Linked DNA regions of Mus musculus: region 1 is linked to region 2. The links are chromatin contacts, called in public Hi-C maps. All regions are on one chromosome and are shown on one strand. The core of a region is the stretch at or near the end of the contact, and the rest is flanking DNA. Distances in the headings are between cores, read along the strand shown.

Region 1 (6,493 bases), core at 483-2,982, 930 kb before region 2:
ACTTTGCTAATCCAGCCTACTACTAACCAACCCACCCTAGAGCTACAGCATCAGTAACAACTCAGTAAAAGGCCTGGGGAGCAAGGCCTACAAACAGTGCGAGCGAGGTGCCTGCTTGGTCTGAGCATTTCTCTCGAGGAGGCCAACAGTGTGTTACCAGTTTTGGCCTCCTGTCTTGTCTTTATGACATGTGTTCTGGTGGGACCAGAGCCAAGGGAGCCAAGAAACGCTCCAGAGGCCTGACCCAGGCTCAAAGTTCTGGGAAGCCTTCCCTCTACATGTGACTTCTTAGCTGGGAACTGGAAGATGAGGAGACAGGCTGATGAGGTGAGAGGGCTGGGGAGGAGGCTCCGTGGATTTGGGCTGAGCACACAGGCAGGCTCTGAAGAATACAATACTTAGTTCCCAAGGATAGGAGAGGAGGCCCAGCCTTCAGGAGCCTCAGAGCCTCGAGGGCAGGCATAGGATGGGGCCAAGTCACGTGATGTCTTAAAGAGTGTGGGATTTTAAACTTTTCCCTGAGAACAGTTCAAAGTTCTGGAGAGATTTCTCCTAATGGGCTTATTCCACTTTGCCCCACTGGGTCCAAACTCAATTCCTGGCAATTAATGGGCACCTTGTGATCAGCTTCATAGCAGAACCAAGCCACCCCAGAGAAGATCCTCTAAGCAAGGTGACATATGTCGCCTCTTCCCCGCTCTCTTTGTCTTTTGCTATCTAGTATAGAACATAAAATCTACCCAGGGAACTGTGGCAAGGAAGGCAAACTAAGTTAACTCTTCCGGCCTCACAGTCTTGCCCTGAGCTTCAAAATGGACATTGGATACCGCCACCCTGACCAGTGAGACAAGCAAATTAAAACTGGTGGGTCAGGAGTGGCTGGGGGTTTGCCAAGGACCCCCTGGCAGGTCCCAGGTACTCTGAGCATCATGCTTTGGCCGGTAGTCAAGGAAGGATCCCCCCAATCTCCTGTCTAAAATATGTATTTATAGGTTTAATTATGTGAATTCACTTGCCCTTTGCTCAAAGAAAGTAGATACAGGGGCATTTTAATGCTCCACAGAAATGAAACTGTGTTGAAGCCAGCCTGACCTCAGACCGAATGTCAGAGCCGTTGGATTTTTTCAGCAGAAACATAATACTTTTTATAGAATGGGAAGTCAATTGAGAAATCATAAAAAAAAAAAAAAAAAAAAGTAGAGTTGGGAAGGGCTTTGTGCTCACCAGGGTTAGGTCCCTAGAGCCACTGTAGCCTTGTTCCCTGTGGGGAAGGGTCTAATGTTTTGTCCACTTAAGTTTTAAATATCTCAACCAATGGCTCATTCCTGGGAATACCTCTCCCGGGGCGCTAGATCTGGCCCTGCCTGTCAAGGCCCCTTCCTTGCTCCTCCATCTCACTCAGCTCAATGATATAGACAGGCATCTGCAGCGTTTGAAGCAAAAAAAGCCTTGCCTTTCTTTCCCTTTCATCTCCATTTCTCCTACCTGTGGAAACTTCCAGATCTGGAACGGGGCGGGAAGGAAGAGGCAGAGAAAGGAGGCAAGCTGAATATTTGTTCTGAAAGCGGCCATTACAAGAAGCCAAACCCCAGGCCTGGAGCCGACATTTCAGCTTTGGGAACAGGCAGGATCCATGGAACCTGCCTCACTGAAAGCTCAAGGAACCAGCTCAGAGCGGAGCTGCCTCTCGCCGCAGTAGCTGGGACAGAAGGTGGCAGCACAGCACCAGGCTGTAAGGTCTGCAGTCGTTGGAAGCTGGGGACCATCCTAACCCTTCCGGGCGTCCAGATCCCTCCTCTAGCGTCAAGAGTGTCCTGCTTAGGCTAGGAGTGACCCAAAAATCAGCTTTTAAAAGGCAAACCTCAAACATCCAGAAGTGTTCGAACGTGGTCGATTTTCTATGTAAAAACATCATGTTGCTAGAGTTTAAAAGATTCCAAATGGGGTCATAGGGAGGATCCCAAAGGACTTAAACATATAAAGTTACCCTCTTATCCCATGTAGGTAATTTTTAAATAAATTCAGAATACGTGCATCTTTCTTCCTTTGCGCTCTACAGCACTTCTCCAGCCATCTCTGAATTTCCCTTTGGTGTTCCTGTTTTCATTTGCTGATTTAAAAAAAAAAAAAAAAAAAAAAAAAACTTGTTTGGTAGTGTTTGCATGTAGTCCTTCCAAAGCAGGGATCCACACAGTAAGCACTTCTGACTCAAGAGCTGGACCCCTGCTGGGGAGCCAATTAAATGCACTGCCCACCAGGGAGAGTGTGATATTTTTTATTACTTTCTAATTTCGGGCCCTGAAATGGCTTCAGTGATCAGAACGTTTTTTTCTGCCTTAGAAACCTAAAGGAGCCAGCGAAACGATGCCTTTGATTTGTATTTTATTTATATCGGTCCATACTGGCCAAGTGCACACTAAGGATTTCCCTGGGGCCTCAGAGGGTTGCAGGAGTGGAAAAGCAAGACAAAGAAAAAAAAAAAAAAAAAAAAAAAAAAGCACAAAACTTTCTCACCCAGTCGCCTCTGCAGAGCAGGGAACTGTCAGGAACACTGGGAAAGGCTTTTTTGAGAAGTCGGTGAACTGAGAAAAAATGGATAGAAGAATTGGAACAAAACCATTTCAGTGGATTTAAATCTATTTAAACGACAATAGTAAATCAAAGCCATGCCTCTTTCTCATTACCAGTGGCCCCAGTGGTAGGGCCTCATAAATGCTGGCTAAGAAAGACTTGTGTTCCTTTCTAAATACATTCACAGGAAGCCCCACCCAACCCAAGGTGCAAGGATGCTTGCTTCTAAACTCCTGTTTGTTTTGCGTTTCCTTCTCTTCTAAAAAGCATCAGCTTCCAGCAGAAAAGCTTCGAAGGGGCAAGGAGGAGATCCAAACAGACGCTAATGAGGAAAAGAGAAAGTGAAGTCAAACTCTCCCTGAATGCCTGGATGTTTATTTATTTATCTTTGCAACAAGCAAGGATGCTTTAAAATCTAGAAGCACTCCTGGATAAAGCAAACCAGACCAAGTAGCTCACAAAACACCAGAAGCTCAAATTCTGAGCTGTTCCAAATCCTATTCACCTGCCAATGGGGTCTTGGCTGAAAGTCCTCGTCTTTTGTTTTTTCTTTTGTTTTTGTTTTTCCCTTTTTTCTTTTCCTTTTCTCCCGACTCACTGTTTAGCCAGAAGGTAATTCTGAATGCTTATGGGGGAGGGGGGACATTCCTACTAGCTAGTGCTCCCCTTAAAAACAGGAGCTGTTTCAATTCCCATTAAGCTGCTCTCTATGATGTAAAGTCTTTTAATGAACAGTCAGCTCGCGTTGAGACTATACGTGTCGAACCCTGCTCGCTAACAATTTTCATAAAATGTGATTCAAGAATTAAAAATTGCAGTGCTCTAAGAAGGTGGCTACTGTATGTTATTAGACAATGCTCTGCCAAGGCAATCTTTCCTATCTCTTACGCAGAAATCCCATGGGAACAAAACTGTTTACTCTGATTGTGTACAGCCTCTGCAAGTACCACTTTATCATAGGATTTAAAGTTCAACAACTTAGCAGACAGTATTTATTATTTAAGGAAAGGCTAAGTGTTTCTTCTGGGCTTCTCCGACTTCAAAATCACAAAGCAACCCCTCTCCTCTCTCTGCTTCCCTTCTTTCTGTTCCCTTCCTTTTCCCTCCCTTCTTTCCCTCCCTTTTCTTTCTTTCCTTCTTTCTGTCTGTCTGTCTGTCCGTCCGTCCATCTTCCTCCCCTCCCTCCTTCCTTCCTTTCCTCCCTTTTAACTTGCAAATTGGATGTTGTTGAGTTCTTAAAGTCCTTAACAATTCATTATCCCTTCAGGAAAATTTAACTCGATTACTTAAAATGGCCAATCTCCACTTTAAGGGAGAATATTCTATATAACTTCAGCTTAAAAGGCAATGTCCCAGATTAAATACATATACATATATATATATATATATATATATATATATGCGCCCCCTTTTAAAAGGCAGAGGCAATTATACAATAAGCAGAAGCAGACGCACTTGAGTGAATTCACGGACACACAACAGAGAATGGAACGCTGAGGTGTTTCACCAAGGTGTGCCCTGGACCTGTGTCACCCCAGCTCACAGAGGCCCCATTTCTTCCCACAGGTTTCTCTAACAACTTCTCTCCTCTTGCGTGAGACAGCAGATTGTTGGCCTCTGGGAAGCGGCACTATTTCCAATCAACCAATTTGGCATGTTGTGTTTTACAGTTTCTAAAATGAATGCCAAATCCAAACAAAGACACGGCTGGCGTGGGTGGGACTTAGTTGAAGAGGACCTTGTCATCTGGTCCCTTCAAATCTGTTCGTTATCAAAACTGGCTTCCTAGTTTTTAAAGGCCTGCTGTTAATTGATCATCCTGTAATTAGGCACTGGTAATGACCAAGTTTTCCAGGACTCTAGCTTAAACATAGGACTTCAGAGAAGTCTAGAAGCTGACAAGAGAGAGGGAGATGGCGTAGAGATACAGGGAGGTGGGAAGGCTCCTTCCAGCTGCCCCTAGCTCGCCTCACGCTCCAAAGCAAGGATACAGAACAATGCTGACTGAGTCCTCGCATTGAGCAGAGCTAAACTTTTAGACTGCTCTAAGGAATGTCTTCCCTAATATCCGTGTGAATTACGAAGTTAACTTGTAACCGGATGCCAGGGGTCTGCTCTTCCTGTTCATTCAGAATGCTCCCATGTTTAGCTCATCACAACCCTGGAGTTTGTCTCGGTTTTCAACCTGTTCTCATTTGGATGTTAAAAAGGAACGGGGTTTCTTTTTAAGTCGCTTTGATTTCACAGTTTCAGTGAATCCATCCACGAACCCCCGAAGAGTATGTGGGCAGAATGAAGTGAGGGAGGGCAAGGAAGAGGGTGCAGAGAAGACCATACAAAACAAACCAACTATTTAATGACTCGCTTTCCCAAAGGGGACTTCTGGCCACCCGCCTAGCCCTAAGCCACACTTACCTGGGGTAAGCTATGTCCAGGAAACACAGCCCCTGGAAGCCTGGACAGCAAGCAAGCACAATCTTTTTAGAACCACGGCTGATTCCTTAACGTCTGTTTCTTGCACCCCCACTTTTCACTCCACCGTTTTAATTTAAGATTTCCTCCATCATCCTTAAATACACAGCTTTCTACGGCAAGGAGTGACTCTTTAGAGTCCCCATGTGCCCATAAAATCCAACCTCCGAGATTTTATTAATAATCATAAAAACATCAGTGCCCATCAAGATCACTTTGGAGAGTGCAAGGCAATGTTTCCTTAGCCTTGGGATTGTTTGAGGCTGATGCAAAAGTGCAAAGGGTTAAGGTGGGACTTGATCTGCCCCTGTCCCCTGTCACTCACTGTTCACTTGTAAGGACAGGCTCATAAGTGGTACCTACAGTCAGATGCAACTCCCTCCCAAGGAAGCCTTCCAGCCTCCATCCCATCGGGGTATACCTTTATCTGTGACTTGGGGAGGCATGAGGGCACCTTGCATGACATATTTTTTTATGGAATGAGGATGTGGGTTTTAGTAGTCTGATAAGTTCCAGCATGGAGTGTTTAAGAGGACCAGCCAGCCCTAAGCACCAGACAGTTTGAAGAAAAATAGAAAGAGCAAACTTGGAGGTGACCCCTGCTCAGGGATCAGTACATTGGTTCACAAGACTCACCTGTCAGAGAAACTGGACTGTGTGATTGTGAGCCTCTGTCAGAGGCTCGCCCACGTGAGGATCCCCCACCTGTTCTCGTCACCATGTACTTTAAGCCTTGTAGTTGGACCAAGCTCTGAGCAGCAATTTTCAAAATCCTTAACAAGTAAAATGTTGAGAGATTTGCGGTCAGCTTTGTGGCTACTTTGACCAAGTGTCTGACAGAAACTAGGCAAATGGAATAATTGTTTCTGCTGTTCAAGGTCTGGGGGTTCTACACCATGCCAGCAGCAAAGGCTTCATGGACATCACATCATGGCAGGCAAGAAATGGCGTAGAGCAAAGCAATAACAGGAAGTGGCTAAGCTAAGCTACAGCTCCCATGGCAGGGGTGGGAAGTGGTTCCTGGTGATTCACTTCCTCCAACAAGCCTTCCACAGCTCCATCATCTTCAGATAGTCTATAAAAACGTTGAAGCTATCACTGAATTAATCCATTCATTAGGTCAGAGTCCTCATAATCTAATCCTTTCTGGAAATTCCCCAGCAGACACAGAGATTTACCAGTCTTCCTTAGGCAAGTAGACAATCAAATAAAATCATCACAGACCTTAAGCAATGGACAGTGTTATACAAGGCAATAACCCAACCAAAAGGAGAGTTCCTGGATAGCCAATCAAATATTTCACAATCTACAGGTACCAAGGCATTTATGGCTTCCAAAAGCTTAGTATTATGATTCCAGTCGTGTATGCTGCTGACTACTGACCAGACAGATGCTCTCCCTGTTCCAAATAATTCACTAACATTATGTCAGGCAATCCTTCTCATAGCTC
Region 2 (6,624 bases), core at 2,071-4,570:
TGGCTTCTTTCTTTAGATAGTGATACGAGGACAGTACACATGCTTTTTCTACCTGGGTATTGTTGTTTCTAGCCTCTCTTTGGTAGGTGGTAGGTAGATGTGTATAATAACCCATTCTTGGACATATAAGATACAGGCATGCACCTGCATCTCTGTTAAGCTAAGCATGAGTTCATAATGACATGGCCAACTTGACCTCATCACCATCTATAGCTCTCCGTCTTAACCATCAAGGCAGCATTTCTCATGGAACTGAGTCAGTCTCTCAAGAGGACCTCGGAGGAGTAACTGCACCATAGGCAACATAGTATCTCTGAGTGGCAGAATTGCCAGTAGCTCCTTTTGTCGTCTTGCCTTATTTCAGGCACTGTGGAGGCACCCCACTTTCTCCTGCCCTAGTTTTAGCAAAGTCACATACACATGGCACCATTAGACTCTTCCCTTTTGTCCCAAATCCCATTTCCAGCTTCTCTCATGTCCTGATTCACATATATTTTTTAAAGCAATTTTTTTAATTTCTTAAATGCAACTGTTACCCAACAGTGCCTGTGTGTCTGTCTGTCATCACACTGTCAAACAGCATGTACCCAAGTAGGTACAAGGTTCCCATGTACCTACTCAACCATCTCCAAAGCTCTCAGCCATATCCAGACTAGAGTTTGGTTTTCTCGACCTCATTGCCAGCTCATGCAGACACGCACATGCACACACACACACACTCTTCCAGGGCGCTCTCTGCTTAGTAGCATGCATTTGTTGTTCATTTATATTCTGCAACATAGTATTTTTATGTTAAGATATGTATGCATTACTCTCAAAATATTTTCTTTTTTAAAAGGTGGGAATGAAATCCTTAACAAATGCTGCTGGAAGCTGGACAGGGAAGGGAAAGGAAGCAGGTTTACAAAACTGGACAGACAGGGAGACAGTAGCCTTTTATTCATTAAAGCCACTTTTATGAAGCATGGGATACAAAGTTGCATGACGCACACTTTGGAGACTCAGCACCACATGCCTCTAGATTTGTGAGGTCACTCAGAAGGGGTCTGCTTTAAAAAGCCTCAGTTTGGAAACTGATGGGTCAGAGGTCGTGTCTACATTTCCACTGGACTCTTTACTTTTCTAGAAGGATCTAGAACACCTGTGCACCTCTAGATCATCCTGAAATTCAAATATATTGCTTATTTTGACTTTGCTTTTAAGCTGGAGGATGCCGTCACTATTTAGACAGTTGTGTCTTGAGTGATCAGACTAGCTTGCTTATCCAAACCCCTCATGGGTTTCAGAAATCATCAGCCGCATCAAAGACCCCCGGGCACCCGTTCCGCTTCGGCCGTCCCTGTTGGAGGATAAAGGTGATGGAAGGATTGTGGCCCTAGTGAGGGAGTGCTGGGATGAATCTCCAGAGCTAAGGCCCATCTTCCCTTCCATCAAGAAGACGTTACGAGAAGCCAGTCCCAGAGGGTAAGTTAAATGTGCAGTAGATTATTCCTTCTCCAATGTAGCCATTGGGAATTGGAAAAAAAATCATGTCGCCTATTCAACCCTCTCCAAAACTCTCAGCCACACCCAGACTATAATTTTGCTTTTCTAGACCTAATTACCAGATCATGTGCACACCCCCTTTCACACCAGCTCCCTTTATTTAGTCAGATGCACTCAGTGTTCATTTATGTTGTTGTAACAGTTTGTATGACTCTTCTCCCCCCCCCTACTTCCCTTCCTCCCACCCCCTTCCCTTCTGTTCCATTCCTTTCCTTCCCTGCCTCCTTCTCTCTCTCCTCCTCTCGTGGCTCTTCTCCATCTTCCCCCCTCCTCTCTCTTCTCTCCCGTCATCATATTTCCACTTAAAGTCCACCATATGCAAAGTTCTACACGCTGGCTCAGGTGGAGTGCTCAAGTGTTCTGTCCATTTTGTGAACGAGGAACAGACATTAGCAATGCCATGGGCCCATTCAGACATCTCTCATCAGTCAAGGCTTTTCCCCAGGCCATTTTGACACTGCCTTAGTATATTTTTCAAATTCTTATTCTAAGGATCCTAACTACTGATTTGGTGTTGGACAATATGATAAAAGTCACGTACCAACTCCAGATTATCACTGAATTGTTTTCTTCTACAGAGCTGAGTGAGGGTCAAATCCAGGGCCTCGTGTGTGTTCGGCAAGGGCTTACCACTGGGCTAACCCCAACCTTGCAGTTGGTTATCGAACCTACCTCTCAAATCCCCTTTACAGTACCAGCATCTTACATATCAGGCTGATAGTACCATCTAAAACAGTAGTTATTTATGTGTATGTGTGTCAGTAGATGCCAGAAGTTGGTGTCAGATTCCCGGGAACTGGACTTACAGTCAGTTGTAAGCTGCCTTTTTGGATGCTGGCAACCAAGTAGAAAGCACTGTTAACCACCAAGCCATCTCTCCACCCCCATGATAGTATCTTTTTTCTTTTTTCCTTTTTTTTTTTTTTTTTTTGAGACACATTCTTACTACGTAGCTCTGTCTGGCTTGGAACTCCCTAGGACCTCCCTATGTAGACCAAGCTTGACCTAGACTCATGGCAGCTTTTACCTCCCCAGTGCTGGCATTAAAGGTGCGCGTCACTACTCCTGAACTGGAGGCTATAATATTTAATACACATTAAATGTTTAACTTTAACTTGAGGAGGCAGAAAGAACCCTGGCTCGAAAGTGTTTACTTCTAATTTGTTCATTTATCTTGGTATTGTGGGGCTGGAGAGATGGCTCGGTGGGAAAGAGCACTGGCTGCTCTTCCAGAGGTCCTGAATTCAATACCCAGGACCAAGCGGTGGCTCACAACCATCTAATGGCATCTGATGCCCTCTTCTGGTATGTCCGAAGAGAGCTACAGTGTACTCATAAACATAAAATAAATAAATAAATAAATAAATCTTTTAAGAAATTAAAAGAAAATTGTTAACTTGGCATGGTTAACATAACAAGCCTGTGTTCTTCTCCAGGTCACAATAGTTTTTTAATTGCTGATTTTTATATTATCTTAATGTACATGAAATATCGGTACTAATGGTATAAAAATATAATGTTTCAATATATGTATACTTTGCCAACTAACATAATGTATCTTGGATTGGTAGATATGTCCTTGACTTTTTACTCAGACAATATGATCCCAACATTAAGACAAACGTATTTCCTACCTGAGTCTTAGTCTTCTCATCTAAAAGGTGAGCAGCATAAGCAACTTCATGGGGGGCATTTCTGGAATGCAGTCCCGCAGATCCATGCTGGGCAGTCTGAGAAATGTCCCAGTTTGCAGTCTGTACCTTTTGGCTTCGTTGTGACCATGGCAAGGAGCATGCTGGGAAGTGAAGACGAGTCATCCAAGTCCACTGTTGAATGTCTGCTGGCCGCCAGACTCACCCCTAGGCAGTTTATACACGTTCGCGCCCAGAAATCCTAAGAAAACCGCACACAAGGTACATTTTTCAGAGGAGTAAACTGAGGCCCAGAGGAACCAAGGGCGCCGCTTCAGCTCAGGGCCGGGGACTCGCTACTGCCACGGGCAGTCCTCAGTAGCACACCCTAACTAAGGCAAGAAATGTCTCTGTGGGATAGGTATTTAGGAGTTGTGTGTTCACTGTGGTCCGATGGTTCCTGGGAGAGCACGCTAACACGTGCGTTCTTTTAAAGCCACGTGAGCATCCTGGATAGCATGATGGGGAAGCTGGAAACGTACGCCAATCACCTGGAGGAAGTGGTAGAGGAGCGGACCCGCGAGTTGGTGGCAGAGAAAAGAAAGGTGGAGAAACTCCTGTCTACCATGTTGCCAAGGTATTTAGGAGCAGTGTTGGGCAGGCCAAAAACAACCCGAGGATGATAAGCTGCCCTGTCTTAGTGTCTCTGAGCAGGAAAAATATTTCTGTTGTGTGTAATAATTAAAAAATAAGCAATCCTTGCTATCGCCTGCTACTCTCCGGCTCCATTCCCGCGGTTCATTCCCGCAGTTTGCACAGTTTTCTGTCATCCAACCACTGTGGCTAGCTGTCATAAATCCCTGTAACCCAGTAAAACTCTAGAGGCTTGTAATTTATCAGTCAGATTTATATCAGTAAATTCTCAACCCACGAAATGCCCACACAATGAACTGAGAGCCAACCTAGACTGGACAAATTGTCCTGTATATTAATCCATCTTTCCTATGACATTCATAGCTACCTGTGATCTTCTCTGTTCTTCTGTCCCTCTCTGTCTCATCTCTAAAACTCTCAGCCCGCCTTCTTTTCCCACTGCCCAATCAGAGGCTTCTAGCCTTATCTTTGCCTGCCCTCACCCGCATATCAATAGCAATGCACATTGTAACCCGCGATAATGTGCAATGGGTTTATATAAAAAAAATTAACGCAACATATTTCCATTGTTCTTTTTCTAAGAGGATATCAAGCTTTGTAAAAGGGGGCCAAGCAGGGAGAGAAGGGGGGGGGGAGGGGGAGAGAGATGGAGGGAGGGACTGAGGAAGGGATATATATATATATATATATATATATATATATACATACATATATATGCATATGCGTACGTATGTATGTATATGTATGTATGTGTGTATGTACGTATGTATGTGCAAAAGTTGGCAAGTCGATTCACCTTATTAATGAAAACACAGGCAAACAAACCACAGAAAATTCAAGTGTGGTTTATGTGGAAAGTGGTGAATGCAGTAACAGGATATAGCCACTAGATGGCAGGCTAGCTTCATGTCTCCTTTGTCTAGCTCAGAATGTGCCTGTGGCATCAACTAAAAAAAAAAAAAAAAAAAGCTTCAACGTTGTTTCTCTTTCCACCTATGCATCCTCTGACCTCCAGATGGAAGCATTTACTTTTGAAATGTTTGTGCATTTGCATGTCACCAGAAGAGTGGAAGAGGGGAATATTTATTTATTTTCTTTATTTTGAGATAGGGTCTCAATATGTAACCATGGCTGCCCTGGAGCTGACTGTGTTGACAAGTTTGTCTTTGAACTCACAGAGATCCACCTGCCTCTGTCTCCTGAGTGCTGAGATTAATGGCCCATACCTTTCTAGAGCAGTAGTTCTCAACCTATGGGCTGTGACCTGTCCCCGATTTCCACCCTTTCCTGCGGATTACAGCCACCACTTAAAAATCTCTGTAGAGAAAACACCAAGTGAATAAATGCGTGTCATTAAGTCCCTCTATATGGCAAATTTAATAAGTAAAAACCTAGCTCACCAAAGCCGAAGGGGCTGCAGAGGGTCGGCTCTGCCAAGAGCCTTGGAAGCGGAAACAAGCATGAGTTTGTTAAGACCCATCTACCCTTTCTCTGATTTCAGCTTCGTGGGAGAACAGCTAATAGCCGGAAAGTCTGTAGAACCGGAACACTTTGAGTCTGTCACCATCTTCTTCTCTGACATCGTGGGGTTCACAAAGCTGTGTTCCCTCAGCTCCCCCCTGCAAGTGGTGAAGCTCCTCAACGACCTGTACAGCTTGTTTGACCACACGATACAGAGCCATGATGTATACAAGGTGAGCCGAGGTGCCCTGGGCTGTGATGCACAGACTCCCCATCTGCTGTCTCCAGGCTGAGGACAGACCACCTCTCAGCTCGTCTCAATCCATGGCAGAACCCCGATGCTTGATTTCTGTCCATCTTCTCCGGAAGGGTCTTGATTAGCCACAAATGTGCACGCTTGTCCGGAGTCACTGGGTGGCGGCTGCAGATGACTCAGTCAGTAAAGTGATTGCCTCGCAAACTGAAAGACTTGAATTTGATCATCAGAATCCATGTAGGAATAAGCAGGGCTTCGTGGTGCTAAATTCTCAGCCCCACGGAGGCAGAGTGAGGCAGAGTGCTGGGATCTGACGGCCAAGCATCTTCATTCACAGGCCAGTGAGAGAGTCTGCCTCAAACACCAAGGTGCACAGTGGCTAAGGAATGACAACTGAGGTTTCCTCTGTCCTCCACACTCGCACTGCATTGCTATGAATATCCGTTCTTTGCCCATTATTTTAATCTCTCTCTCTCTCTCTCTCTCTCTCTCTCTCTCTCTCTCTGGTTTTTTTCGAGACAGGGTTTCTCTGTGTAGCCCTGGCTGTCCTGGAACTCACTCTGTAGACCAGGCTGGCCTCGAATTTAGAAATCCACCTGCCTCTGCCTCCCAAATGCTGGGATTAAAGGCGTTCGCCACCACGCCCAGCCCATTATTTTAATCTCGCAGAAAAGATGTTTGAAAGGAGGCAGTGGCCAGTACTGAGTGTATGTCTTTCAGATCCTGGGAAGCTCAAAGCTGCTACCTTTAGATTTGTGGATCTCATTTTTGTTGGTATGATCCAGGCTAAGTGGGAGATAGCAGATATGGCCTGTACAGTGTTACACAAAGGGGCCATATAGACATGGTCCCCCAGAGTGAGAAGGAGATGGAAGAGTGTAGGGTTATGTGTCCCATGTCTGCTCTGCCACAGGGCTCAGCTGCTCGGGGAGGCAGGATGCAGGAAGTTAGACCACCCTTACCCACCACTGTCACTGGGTGGGTGCTAGGCCATTGGGAAGCCCCAGGACACTGCTCCAGGGTTTGGGGGTGGGGAAGCTCAGTCTGGGGGTCCCAGGCCTGCAATGAGGCCAGGGG

The links. A called contact is a pair of places that touch in the nucleus more often than the background predicts.
Region 1: a Hi-C map of the N1E-115 cell line shows a contact between it and region 2, with 6 times the contacts expected there. The contact joins two enhancer-like sites. A contact is called at or near these places in 8 of 484 Hi-C or Micro-C datasets (the N1E-115 cell line, Sertoli cells, cardiomyocytes and 4 more) and 1 of 9 other capture datasets (embryonic stem cells).

The regions. Positions count from the first base shown.
Region 1 is chr19:56,129,545-56,136,037 of GRCm38.p6, reverse strand. No RefSeq gene overlaps it. Among named protein-coding and RNA genes, the nearest start is that of Gm31965, 22 kb to the left of the region's middle. Within about 2 kb of position 1,732, at least 44 of the 459 cell types and tissues checked have an H3K27ac peak or open chromatin away from gene starts, as enhancers often do. A contact at or near this core is called in the N1E-115 cell line, where this site is marked.
Region 2 is chr19:55,205,052-55,211,675 of GRCm38.p6, reverse strand. Gucy2g (guanylate cyclase 2g) reads left to right here. Exons shown (of 21, transcript NM_001081076.3): 15 at 1,287-1,464; 16 at 3,673-3,813; 17 at 5,332-5,524. Among named protein-coding and RNA genes, the nearest start is that of Mir6715, 16 kb to the right of the region's middle. Within about 2 kb of position 3,320, at least 8 of the 459 cell types and tissues checked have an H3K27ac peak or open chromatin away from gene starts, as enhancers often do. A contact at or near this core is called in the N1E-115 cell line, where this site is marked.